Regions from separate parts of the Astyanax mexicanus genome. Here region 2 is linked to region 1. The links are chromatin contacts, called in public Hi-C maps. All regions are on one chromosome and are shown on one strand. The core of a region is the stretch at or near the end of the contact, and the rest is flanking DNA. Distances in the headings are between cores, read along the strand shown. Region 1 holds the start of gsna (gelsolin a). Region 2 holds the start of wdr5 (WD repeat domain 5).

The links. Hi-C and Micro-C count contacts between places; a contact is called where the count stands out from the background.
Region 2: a contact with region 1 is called in a Hi-C map of muscle, with 7 times the contacts expected there. The contact joins the promoter of wdr5 here to the promoter of gsna in region 1. A contact is called at or near these places in 2 of 3 Hi-C or Micro-C datasets (both in muscle).

What each region holds. Positions count from the first base shown.
Region 1 is chr17:44,184,966-44,192,008 of AstMex3_surface, reverse strand. gsna (gelsolin a) reads left to right here and starts at 1,277. Exons shown (of 17, transcript XM_022676560.2): 1 at 1,277-1,506.
Region 2 is chr17:44,524,323-44,531,140 of AstMex3_surface, reverse strand. wdr5 (WD repeat domain 5) reads left to right here and starts at 3,385. Exons shown (of 14, transcript XM_007253952.4): 1 at 3,385-3,566; 2 at 5,601-5,735; 3 at 5,859-5,967; 4 at 6,682-6,755. The coding sequence starts at 5,655. It overlaps brd3a (bromodomain containing 3a), which reads right to left and starts at 2,517. Exons shown (of 11, transcript XM_007253951.4): 1 at 2,418-2,517; 2 at 1-345. The coding sequence starts at 184.

The DNA of each region.
Region 1 (7,043 bases), core at 28-2,527:
TATACGTTCATTACATATGTGGTTCTATTTAAAAGAGAAATTAACAGGCTTTCAAACGATATAAACATTATTACACAAATTTATTTAGTTTTTATTCTATGATTCATAAATAAACCTCACTTTATCAAAATGAACAGTAGATGGCGCCAAATCCACCCCTTGAGCTTTTTAAAAACCAGTCAAATGTTTGGACACGCCTCTTTTTAATCAGTATGTTTTATTTTTTTATCCAAAGATTTATGGCTCAGAATTTTTTGAGGTTTGAGAAATAATCTGATTTTTTTTTTTACTTTATGGATCTGAATTGTTTTCGATCAGAAAATGAATGGATCTGATTTTTTCATCTGAAAATGTATCAAACGTAATGTTTCTAGAAATGTATAGAGCTGATTTAGTTAATCATTTTTTTTTTCTTTTTTTTACATTCTAAATTTAATACTAAAGATAAACAAAAAGTGTTAAATAAACCAGAATATGTTTCATACTTTATAAAATTCTCAGTGTCTTCATGAGGGAGAGTCACCTGGAATAGTTTTCTCAGCGTCTTGAAGGAAGGAGTTCCTGGAGGTGCTGAACAATAGTTGCTGCTTTCCCTTCACGCTGTGAAGCTCCAGCTCATCCCTATGGAAGCTCATTCCCACTATTAAAAAAAATAATAATAAAATAAAATCTCTCTCTCTCTCTCTCTCTCTCTCTCTCTTTTTCTCTCACTATATATATACGTATGTATATATATATATATATATATATATATATATATATATATATATATATACATACGTATATATACATAAAAGAATAATGGCTATTTATATTTTATATCTCAAAATAATGGTTTACTACCTCTAAATAATGAATTAGTACTTCAAAATAATAAGATTTTTTTTTTAGGTGGCGGAAATGGGCTTCCCATACAGCCCAATCACCATCTTAATTGATCAGGTTTAGATCAGGGGATTGTGAAGGACAACCCCCCTTTTTAATTTTTTTATTTTTTATTTTGGTCTATATTCTACAATCTACAATGTAAAAGACACATTTATTAAAACAATAAAGAAAAATATTGAATGAGAAGAGGTGTGTCCAAACTTTGGTCTCGTACTGTTTATTTAACTGATTTAGGTTAAATAAACTAGACTATATATAGTTTTATTTGTAAACACACCCTGCTGCTTTTAACATTACTGTAAGTGAAGGCAGCGGTGAGGCACTGTGCGCATGCGCGGTAGAGCGCAGAGATTGGCCTCGCCCCTGCTGTGCGCGTGTGTGTATGGAGAGAGAGGGGGAGTGGTAGACAGGACAGGGCAGGCCCGGATTCTCCCTGTTTTTAACCACCGCTCTCTCTCTCTCACTGACTCACAGGGGTGTTGCCTTGCCCGGACTCAGGACTCCAGCCTCCAGCCTGCAGCCTGCAGTTTAAACCCCCTGATCCTCCTTCCAGCGTGGCTCAACCTCCTCCAGCAGCAGCAGCAGCAGGCCCTGTCTAAACCAGCCAGCCAGCAGGAGGTAAGAGAGCTTATCTGCCCACAGACTCTCCTCTCAGACTGTATTTCACTACTAACACTTTATCATTTATCTGTATCAAGTGTGAAAGCTGAGTAATCATCCAGCACTATCCTGCAGTTTATAATAATGATGATAATAATAGCCAGATCTGTATTTAGGTGAGTGTGCTATAATCACACTGCATGACAACTTAATTGGTGTTGCTTCTTGTTTCTTTTTATAGATATAAGTCTGATTACTTGTATGTATGAGTATGTGCCAAACAAAGACTTTGCATAAGACTTGTTTTGCATATCAGGCTTTGAAATCCAGCCTTGTTTGTATTTGCAGCAGCTTTTCTTTTCCAGTAAAACTCGTTTCCACTGTCCTTTTGCTCAACAAAGCCATATATGGTGTGATTAATGTGAATAGCAATGTCTCAGTAAAAACACAGGCATGCATTCATTCACTCACTCACTCAAGATCTTAAAGCTGTACAAATCAGTATAGACTATTAATAGGTCAGTTAAATATGTGATATAGATGTTTTTAAACACAGAGTGATCTGTTTTAAGCGTTTATGTCTTTTATGGTTGATGATTATGATTACAGCAAATGAAAACCCCAAAAAATCTGTGTCTCAAAATTCAGAAAATTAGAACATTTTATGTAAGACCAATTGATACTTTTGGCAGTGTGGGCGTTGTGCCAAGTCCTGCTGGAAAATGAAATCCGCATCTCCATAAAAGTTGTCAGCAGAGGGAAGCATGAAGTGCGGTAAGATTTTGGACTTGATAATGAAACACAGTGGATCAACACCAGCAGATGACATGTCTCTCCAAACAAACCATCACTGATCATCAGTAAATTTTACATTTCATTTGTAAATCAAAGGAGCAGAGTCTGGAGGAAGAGTGGAGAGACACACAGTCCAAACTGCTCGAGGTCTAGTGTGAAGTTTCCACCAATCAGTGATGGTTTGGAGAGCCATTTCATTTTTAAGACGCACTACTATACAGTATGTAGAGTATCAAAATTTTATTAAATAGTTCAAATCTGTGAAGAAACACACATTTTTTAACAAACACAAAAGTTTTAAAAGTGTTAAACTCATATTTAATGTTTTTCACTGTATAACAACTCTAACTCTTCATAACTTTACAACTGATGCTCTCAAACACGTTAAGAGACAAGAAATTCAAGTAATTAACTCTTGATGAGTTCAGCACAGCTGTTAACTGAAAGCCTGAATTCCAGGTGACTCTACCTCATAAAGCTGACTGAGAAGAAGAACAAGATGTGCAAAACTGTCATCTAAGCAAAATAATGCTAATTTAAAGTATCTAAAATATAAAACATATTCTGGTTTGTTTTGTTTTTCATAAGCTTGTAGTTATAGATATCTGTAGTTCAAATGGATACAGAAAATATATTGTAGCGACTGAAATGTGGGCCCTATATTGGCCTAGATTTAACACATTTAATCAGTCAGTTGCAATAAAACTACAATGCTGTTCCTTTTTTTTTTTTTGCAAATTTGTCGCACTAAATGGTTTTACATCCTCATGCTAAAAATGATATCAGATAAAGGAAACATGAGAAAACTTAAATACATCAATTATTATTGAATTCAATTGAATTTATTAAAGGAAAAACCTTATGTAAGACCTACAGTGTATCACCTACCAAAAGTACCTCCTCGCCCCTCCCAGACTTAATAACTGCTTATGCCAAACTTCCTATAAGTGAAGACCAGTGTTCACCTCAGCTACTTTTACATGCCAGAGACTCACATTTGCATATTAACTGGTGATATTCTGCTTTGTTTGCATTTGCAGAAGAGTCTCAGTGCTGGCCCACTTTGGCTCAGCACAGCCATATATGGTGTGGTAATGTGAAGGGCAGCTGTCTTTAGTCAGAACACATTCAACTGTGTATTTACTCATGACTGTATGATGTATAAATATATATAAAATCTATTATATATAAATGTTAGCAATTATACAGAATAGCCAATATTAAAAATGCTAACAGGCCTACAATAGGAGTGATGTGTGTACATGCATGCCAGGCACACCTAAAAAAAAAAAAGGTGATGGCGTGGTAAGAAAATACTGAGTAAACCATATTCAGCGTGGTCATTATTATGATTTGTAGCATTAAAATAGACATATAGATACAGTATGTGTTCATTATTGTAGTCCTGTCAGGACATGTGGACATGATACTTACATTATTATTTCAGATATACAATATAATGAAAAGAAAGCAAACACAATATATGAGTAAAAATGTTGAATGAATACTACAGCCTCCAGCATGTAGTTCTGGTAAAGTACAGTAGCCAATAATATTCCATTACTTACCTCATCCCTCAACAGGGGTATCCAGTTACGAGGGTTGCAGTGGTGTATTGTTGTTGAGTATGACGTAGCAGGAAGATGGATTCTTATCATACTGTGTGTGCTTGTGTTTGTGTATACATAGGGTGAGATACACTGTGTGAGATGATGCAATACTTATCAGGACACAGGGCTATTGTGTTCCATACCTGGCAACCTGGGGTGTGGAAATAGGACTGGTGGATGGGCATTGGGCAGAATCAAAGGCTAAAACACAAGCAAAAGAACATGCTGGCTGAAGCACTGATGGCAAGAGAAATCAGAACACCTCCTGCTGCCGGTTCTACTGAATGAGTGTTTTTATCCCAGTAAAATAGAGCAGTAACTACAGCCCTTTTAAATATATGAATACTGTGGCTTGATAGATGATTTTAATGTATTTGTTAACTGGAGAAAGAAGGGAATTGTAGCTGATTTAAATGCTGTAAATACTGTAAATACGCTAATGGCTTCCGGAATAACGTACAGTAGTAAATTGATATTAAACTTGTATGTAACTTGTGCAATAGAACAAAATATACTTATAACGATACAGGGCTATTGCGTTCCATACCTGGCAACCTGGAGGGAGGAAATAAGCCTGGGGAATGGGCATTGGGCAGAATCAGTGGCTAAAACACAAGCATCCTAGTAAAATAGAGCCATAACTACAGCCCTTTTACAATTATAAATATTGTAGCTTCAAGGATGATTTGAATGTATTTGTTAACTGGGGAAATAAGGGAATTGTGGCTGATTTAAATACTGTAATGCCTATAATCGCTTCAGGAGTAACATATAGTAAATTGATATTAAACTTGTGCAATAGAAATTTTGAGAAATATATCTTTGAATACTTAAACATTGAGTATTTTAGGTTTGTTTATAGAGTTTATGGAACATATTTAAAATATATCCTATTTATTTAATCACATATCCTTATCATTTACGTCATTGCTCACATTTTAAATCGCCTTTTCAAACATGGTAAATCAATACTATTCAGTGCATAAAGGAGTGCTGTGAATACAGGATACATGGCCCACAGGCTTCACACATCTCCAACTTACTTACTTAAAGCTTCTCCTACATGCTGTCTGTAATCTGGTCTGTTTTAACATAGTGCATTTACGTCTGCATGAAACAGTGTCATATGTTCGGAAAACTTCCTGTTTTGATCACTAGGCAACCATTCATCTATAGATACCCTCCATCACCACAGAAACACATGGGCCAAACAACTGCCAAACACTGCCATTGTGCTAAATATACCACAAGAGGAAATGCTTGGTATTTTAATTTGTAGTAACTTCCTGAAAACGTAAAGTCGCTGCAGAGATGAAGAAGCAGAAAACTGTACACTCATGCATGACGCACAGATTACACATAGGGCTTGTGTCTCATTTTAGTGGTGTTCATGCAAACTAATTTAATACATGAACTATAATTTACAATCTATTGCCAAATGTTTGTCGTCAGACATTTCCATTTCTGTTGAATGCATTAAGATACTTTAAGTTGCACCCTTTGCCGACACAGATACAGTATTTCAGTAATTTAGAAATTTAGTTTAAAATGTGAAACTCATATATTATATATATGTATTACACACAGAGTGGTCTATTTAAGGCATGTATTTATTTTATTGTTGATGATCTTGGCTTACAGCCAATGAAAACACAAAAATCAGTGTCTCAGAAATGTTAATATTGCCAAGTGTGCCAAGTCCTGCTGGAAAATGAAATCCTCATCTCCATAAAAGTTGTCAGTAGCAGAGGGAAGCATGAAGTGCTGTAAGATTTTGTGGGAAAACAAAACTGCACTGACTTTAGACTCGATAATAAAACACAGTGGAGCAACACCAGCAGATGACATGTCTCTCCAAACCATCACTGATCATCAGTAAATTTTGCATTTCATTTGGAAATCAAGGGACCAGAGTCTGGTGTCTGGACAGTAGAGTAGGGATGTGACATATCGTATGAAATGCAATAATATTGCCAACATTTTAAAATATATCGTGATTAATATTATACCCTGAAATATCAGCCACCACTACTTTTTTTTTGTTGCTGTTTTTAGCAAAATAAAAATTCACACTTTTCTCATTTTCCATGATATATGTGCCAGAGACAGATTATATCTGTCCAGTATCATTTATTTTACTTTAATCCTGGATATATGGAGATATTTGCATTATTGAGTGCATTATTCATATCATGACATTCTGGATTATGTCCTTTTGCTTCAATCTGATGAAAATTCTTGCATGCAATTTATTTTATTGTAGTAGTGAATTCATGAAATTTTCATTTTCATTTTTTTTTTATTTCATTTCAGTCTTTTGTCGTATTGCCAGGAATGTCGTTATCGCAAAAATACCATGAAATATCGTGATATTATTTTAAGGACTTATTGCCTAGACCTACAGTAGAGACAGTTACTCCAACAAAAGCAGGATATACTACACTCTTTTTGTGAATATCCTTTTATATTTTTTGAAGAAACATTAAATGAAAAGTCATACAATGTGCTTTTCTGCTGTACTTTTTTTTTTACAAAATTAACCTTGTATGAGGTGTTTGTTTTCTGTATGATTTTCCCTTAAAAAAGCTCCATCTGTAAAATAAACAGTATTGTCGTCCACTCAGACTGAGTAAGGACTGATAAACAGACTAGTAAGAGACGTTGTGTGTGTGTTAGTCACTGTATCAGTCCTGGCTTTGTCATGGCAGCGTGTACAAAAACAGGGCAGCCTTTAAACAACCAGCTCCTTGTCAGGGAAGTGGGAGGTGTAGTCTCAACACCATTCCAGCAGCAGCAGCTGTAGCTGTAGCTGTCTCAGGTCTGGCAGACAGACGCCACTGCTCTAATCCTCTCCTACTACTTCATTTCTTCATTGACCTGCTGATGATTTAACCCTTCAGGAGCCATTAAATTACACAGCACAGCACCAGCACAGCTCTCTCAGATCCCTTTCCTGACTTTACACAGTGTTTACTGATCAACATACGATTATATCATACAGAGAAGACTTTGAACCCATATATGGCCTCGTTTACACCTCAAATCACTGTTTTAAAGCTTCTAGGTGATTATTTTGTGTAGTTGTGTAATAAAGCAGTAAAGAGTAGAGGACGCTCTCTCCAGTGGAGGCCCATTCCTGCAGGATAAACA
Region 2 (6,818 bases), core at 2,136-4,635, 340 kb before region 1:
TAGCATCAACAGGTTGGTAGAAAGGCCATGCAAACTGATGCCTCCACAGAGTCTTCACCACTACATTTTGCATGTACTGGAGCTGATTCGTCTTACGGCCGGGTTTAGTGGGGTTTGTCACCTCAGGAGGTGGGGGGTTACCAGTCTGAGGAGGGGTTGAAGTAGCTGAGGTAACATCCGACATTTCGGTTTATAGGAAAAGCGCTGCAGTTTCAGGCCGCTTGCTTTCTCTTCACAAGACTTGTGTTAATATGTATTTTTCAACAGAAACTTGCACTGGTCTTCCCTCTTTTCTTCACTCATCCAAGAGGGACTACATCCCATTGCAGAATCAGACCTTGACACCTGTGGAAAAACAAGAAACAAATATCATAGTTTAAGTGCTTTTCCGCATTTATTTTCACAGCCAGGCAATTAAAATACTCTCTTACAAAGGTGGAAATAAACAGTACCTTGTTATAAACACACTAAGTTATATACTCATAACAGCATGCATTTAAGCAACCTAACACAACACAATATTTCCCATTAACCACTTACTACATACTGGCATCAAACCATAACGGTTTCCAAAGTGTATTTTTATGCCAGTTAAACAATAAAATGTTCCTTAATTCAAAAACGTAAGAGGTAAAACACTCACTCATATAATAAGAAACTAGAGAGTTTTGTATCAAACTTTTTTTATATATACATTATCACCCAGCCCTAGAATAAGTCATCCTTTGTGGACATTCTTAGCTAATTTTGTGTTGTATATTTTTGTATTAACATAAATAAATAAAATAGCAATAAACCATATCAACCAGCTTAAATATAGGGTGTGATTGATTAAATTAATGGTATTAAGGCTGATCTATATTTACAAAAAAACTTGATATTCTTAAGTAAATAAATGCTGCAAACCTCATTGTATTTTAGTTAAAGAAAAGTGTAACATTAATCTATGAAATGCCCTGCCACATACGAGAGTTCTTTACAGTTTTCTAACAGAAAAGCTTCTATATGTAAAGATGCACAATCTTGATTTCACCATTTTGAAAATCACATTAAACACATTAGCCTGATTAACCTCCCAGCTTTAACAGAAACATAGAAACACACTGACAGCTTCTCTGGCTTAAACTAATGTTACCTAGAAAAAGGTGGGAAATCAGTGCACTGCACTTCTAACTACACTCAGCCAAAACACACCCCCTGCCCATGCGTCTGTAGGTAATAATGATAATGTTAAACATATAAAAAGATCCAACTTTCATACATAAAAGGTTATCATAAGTGTATTTGAGATGTAACAAAGTTCGTAAACGTAGCTATAGTTTAAGTCCACGTATGACTGATAACTGTGACCCCAGGGCTCAGGCTGACCTCCCGCGTAAACAGGCGCTAGCTAAGCTAAGCTAAAGCTAGCTGCCCTACTGCCCCAATACGACCCACTGCTCACACTCTTCATTCATTCTCAAACCTCCAGACTGGGCTGACTGAAAAGTATTAACATTTTAGGACAAGAGAGGAGAGCCAGTTTTATTAAAATATTACATTTATCTAGCTAGTTGAGTAGCTAACTAACTATTAACTGTTTTGAACAGAAAGAGCAGCAGATAGCTAGCCACAAAATAAGCGTAGACAGCTAGCGTAGCTAGCTAAGTTACATTACCACAATTAGCTAGCGTTAGCTAATACAGGCAGCCAGCTGAATGTCTTAGGCACTGATAAAAAGGAAAATTAGGTTAACTAAATTAATTTACTAGCACACACATTGGGTAAATAGCTAGATATATAATAAACTACACTAAGTAACAACAGCTGTTGTGAAAGTAAGGCGTATCCACAGCTAGCTAGCTAATTATCCTTGCTAATGGAGGGAAATAAACATTAGGTTAGCTTAGCCTAGCCTTACCATACATTTAATGGGATTCGCGTTAGCTTAGCGTACTTTAGCTTAGCATCCCAGCTAATGCTAACGCAGCATCCATCAAAAAGATGGCGGGCACTTTTAGCTAGCGCAGCTAAGCTAGTTACGCTAAAATGCTAATCAAACGCAGCCCATTTCAGCACAAAATCTGTCAAAATATGAGTCTAACAAAACCTACACCAATATAAAAGCACAATTAGCCCAAAGAGAAGATTTAAATTGATGCGCGAGCGGGTTCCGCGGTGAATCCAGCCCGCTGTAGGTGAAGCGGGGTCGGGCGCTGGGCTCGTATTGTCTGCAGCAGACGGAGAGCTTTGTTGAAAACAATGCTAGGCTAGTACTCAGCAACTCGCAGATAAACAGCTAACTAAATAAGCTCACATTACAGCGCACACAGCCTCAAACCCATGGCCGAGATATAAAGCACTGACACCCCCGCACAGCCGCGGCTACTATTAGTGTGTAACCTCTTTAGAAATAAAGAAAAGAGTGTATATATTACTGTTGTCGGGGCTCTCGAGGGCCGCTAGCTGGTGCTGCTCCGCGCCGCTGCTCTTATTTGGAGGTAGCAGAAGCAGATGTGGGGACGAGAAGCGCGCTGCGCATGCGCTCTGTCGCATGCTTCACACTGCTCCGATCTGTTGTAGTTCATGTTGGGAAAGTGATATAATAAGAGAACTATATTGTGTATAGATCTCTCAATTATTATTAATAAGGATAAGGTATTAATAACAATATATTATGTTACATAAGCACAAAGGTGTGACAATGTAAAAAGTAAGGATTTTCTGTGAAAGAATAAATCATTTCTAAATAGAGATTATGTTGTGCATGTAATTTTGGGAAGTATGGAATTATATAAGTAGTCATAATAACATATTGCAATATTTCCTTTCATTAAGTATTATCCATTTTTTGGCAGTATACTAAGCACCATTGTTCCATTTTGCCTATTTTATATTTGATCTATTTTGTCTGTTTACTGTGACTTTTGTCTTGCCATTCTGTACCTAAGTTTAGCCCTACAAATGAAAGCCTTTACTAATTTCTACCGCAAAAGTACCTCAGTCCAGTCTGTGATTTCACAATAATAATGTTACTTAATAATTAGTTTGTGTGGCTGGCTTTTGCCATAATATCATATGACGATGTATCACGATTGTTATCATTCGCTGTGGTGTTCTTTAGACAAATTCTAACCATTTGTTCCTTTACTCTGATTTCTGATTTACTTTGCACAAATAACAGAGGCCATGAAATACTAATTCACAGGTTGATGTAGACAAGATGCTTTTCCTGATTGGCTCGTTTTTCTGAATATTTTATTTTACTAGCTACTGCAGACAGTGCAGATTGAGAAACAGCACAGTAGACAACGTTGTGTCAATGTTAATCATTGGGGTCTTCTCTCTGGAATGGTCCCTGCAGGCTTGCCGTTGCTGTAGTTCCCGGTCTCTCCGCCGCGGCGCTGTTCTCTCCATGATGCCACATTTCCCCGCCTGAGCCGCAGCTCCTCCATCAGACCCAGCTCAGTCAATGTAAACACGAAACGCGGTGTTTCTCCTCTGCTGAGGCTTTAAAACCAGCGGGACGAGCTTCTCGGATCCTTTACGGGTTTATTTAAGTCCTCGCCGGGGATCGGAGAGCGCCGGTGAGTGCAGTGCGAGGGTTTGAATGGGGGGAGAGCGGAGCTGCATGTGCAGAGAAAGGAGCTAAACATACCCTGACTGAATTCAGCAGATCTGATCTGAGAACGGACCAAACAGCGAGGGTAACCAGGCCGTGAACAGCGCCGCATAAATCAGATTATATTCATTCTGCGCTACAGATATTTTAATCTGTATTAAATATATTAGTATTGGCTCTCTGTAGCGTTAGCCAGCCCGCTAATGTGTTAGCAGATAGCCTAGCTTACTAGCTTAGCTTAGCCTCCAGCTTTCTTTCCTATAGCGCAGACTCGATCCTTAGCTGGGCCTCCTGCAGCTAACGAGCTAGCGTTAGCTTATAGCTAACTAACCTGTTACTAATATTTATTAATTTATTTTTTATATATATATATATATAAATGTGTGCCTTATAACTAACAAATGTATGGAGCTACATGTATACCTAATCATTTATATAATTTATTCTTAATGATGAATGACTGATATTTTGATTACTTGGCTGACTAGGTACATAAACATTGCCTCTCAGGATGTGTGTGAATTAACCTTTAACTACTGAAAATAATAGATTTTTATGAAGTTTTAGTTTCTGTCCGAAAAAAACTTTGTTATTATAATTATAATTATAATTATTCTATTCTACTGCAGTATTTTATTCTACATTATTATTAATATTATTATTATTACTCTATTCTACATTATTATTATTACTCTATTCTACTACATAACAATATATTCTACTGCATATATATAATTATTAACGGTACTCTATTCTACTACATTATTATTACTATATTCTACTACATTATTATTAATACTGTATTCTACTACAATATTACTTTTATTATTATTATTATTATTAGTAGTAGTATTATTATTATTAGTATTATAATTTTTAACCTCTGCATTATTATAATTACTCTGTTCTATTACATATTTATTACTCTATTCCACATTACTATTACTTTCTACTAAACTTATTATTATTATTATTATTATTATTATTATTATTATTATTATTATTATTATTATTATTATTACTCTATTCTGCTGCATCTGTATTACTATTTTCTACTACATTATTATTATTACTCTATTCTATTACATATTTATTACGTTATTCTACACTATTATTATTATTATTATTATTATTATTATTATTATTATTATTATTATTATTACTCTACTCTACTCTACTTTACTCTCTTGTCCCCCAGGGAATATTTTTTGGGCCACCCAAAATTGCATCCTGCTATTTTGACAATACAATCACGTTTGCCTTTTCACAGACATGATGCAGTATAAAACAGTACAATACAATGAACATAAAAAATCATTAAACAAGTAAAAATAAATCATCTGTTAGCGTTAAGAAATGTGATAGAAGCAGATACAAAAATGGAGGAGCTGATACTCTGGAGAAAAAAAAACATGGTCAGGATCAAAAGTAATTCGCTTTGCTAACTTAAGAACAGACTCCTCAAAAATTGCTTTATGGGTTGACCACTCTAATGTACTCTCAGTGTAGACACCCAGATACTTATAAAAAGATACCTGAGGTATAGTGCTGTCATGTATAACCACTGGATACATTTAGATTAAGGCAATTTAGATTTACATTATTCTACTACATTATTCTACTACATTATTATTATTATTATTATTATTATTATTATTATTATTATTATTATTATACTCTATTATACTCTATTCTACCTCCTCATTGTTAATGCTCTTGGTGATGTTCGCAATGATCTAAGACAATCAGGTTATTGTAATAATGCTTATTTTTGGATATTGTGAGCTGCATTTTTATTCCATTAGTCCATAAGAACCGAACTGTAGTAGTTGAATCTCTGTTATACTTTAAAAAATACAAAAAGTTGTGTTTTATTGTGATTGTTACATAGATAAACCATCAACCAACCAGTGAACACAGTTCTCTTCTTTCTTTATTCCTAGCTCCTGTATGTGAACATTATTTAAATGTTTCTGTTGGATTGTTTTTTGTATTGTAGTCTGGCGGAGGTGGAGCCTGCATTCTCTAATCTGTTTCCTGAGACATTGTCATTATGGCAACGGAGGAGAAGAAACCAGAAACTGAAGCTACTAAAACACAGACGTCCTCAGCTGCATCTGCCAGCCAGAGCAAGGTGAGGAGCCAGAGTTTTGTTATGTGTTTATTTTGGGTAAAACCCTTCCGTCACCCTCCAAAATCTCATGGTTGGCTGTACATTACTGTTCTCTTATATCTGTTTTAATCTTTTCTCTTTTAGTCGGCACCAGTGAAGCCAAACTACACCTTGAAATTCACATTAGCTGGCCACACAAAAGCCGTCTCATCTGTCAAGTTCAGTCCAAGTGGAGAATGGCTGGCTAGCTCATGTGAGTAGTTTTGGACAGCATCCCAGTACAACATTATGAAAATAATCAATAAAAAAAGGAAAACTAAGCTATTTTTTTAAATTTATTTATAGAATATGCATCTGTTTGGGATTCCAACTAATTTTTTTATGAATGTACATATAAATATATATATATATATATATATATATATATATATATATATATATATATATATATATATATATATATATATATATATATATATAATTTACCATTTCTACTGTTTTTTTAAAGTAATGACAAAAAAAACTCAAGATAAAGTCTTGCTACACAATAGTTTATGCAATATTTAGAAACTTCCTAACTTTACATGCACTCCATTGCAACGCTTGTCCAGAGCATGTTTTCCTAACATTCCTAATATCCCACTCCTAAGGGTCAAAAATGTCCTGAAGACAATCTTTATACTCTGATGGTGTACAGCTTTCATAGAAGTTTGGACAAAGCTGATGTTTTACTGTGTCTGATTCTGGTCTTACTCAATAAAGTCAATTTATTAGTCAAGTCATTAATTCCAAGCTGAAAAAATAGATAATATATGGTGTTCTCTCTGCTATTAAATATGGTGGTGGATTATCTTTGACTAAAGACGATGCGATAAGATCGATAGGGTTAAGCATGAAAGCTGTTATTGATTATTTAATGTTTCCAGGGATGTTTCTTATATTCATCTTACCTGAATTTGTTTTCCAGCTGCTGACAAACTAATCAAAATATGGGGTGCATATGACGGGAAGTTTGAGAAGACAATATCTGGGCATAAACTTGTAAGTTCAGTGAAAAGAAGCTTCTTTAATGACACCATAAACCTATTATCATGGTTTGCCATT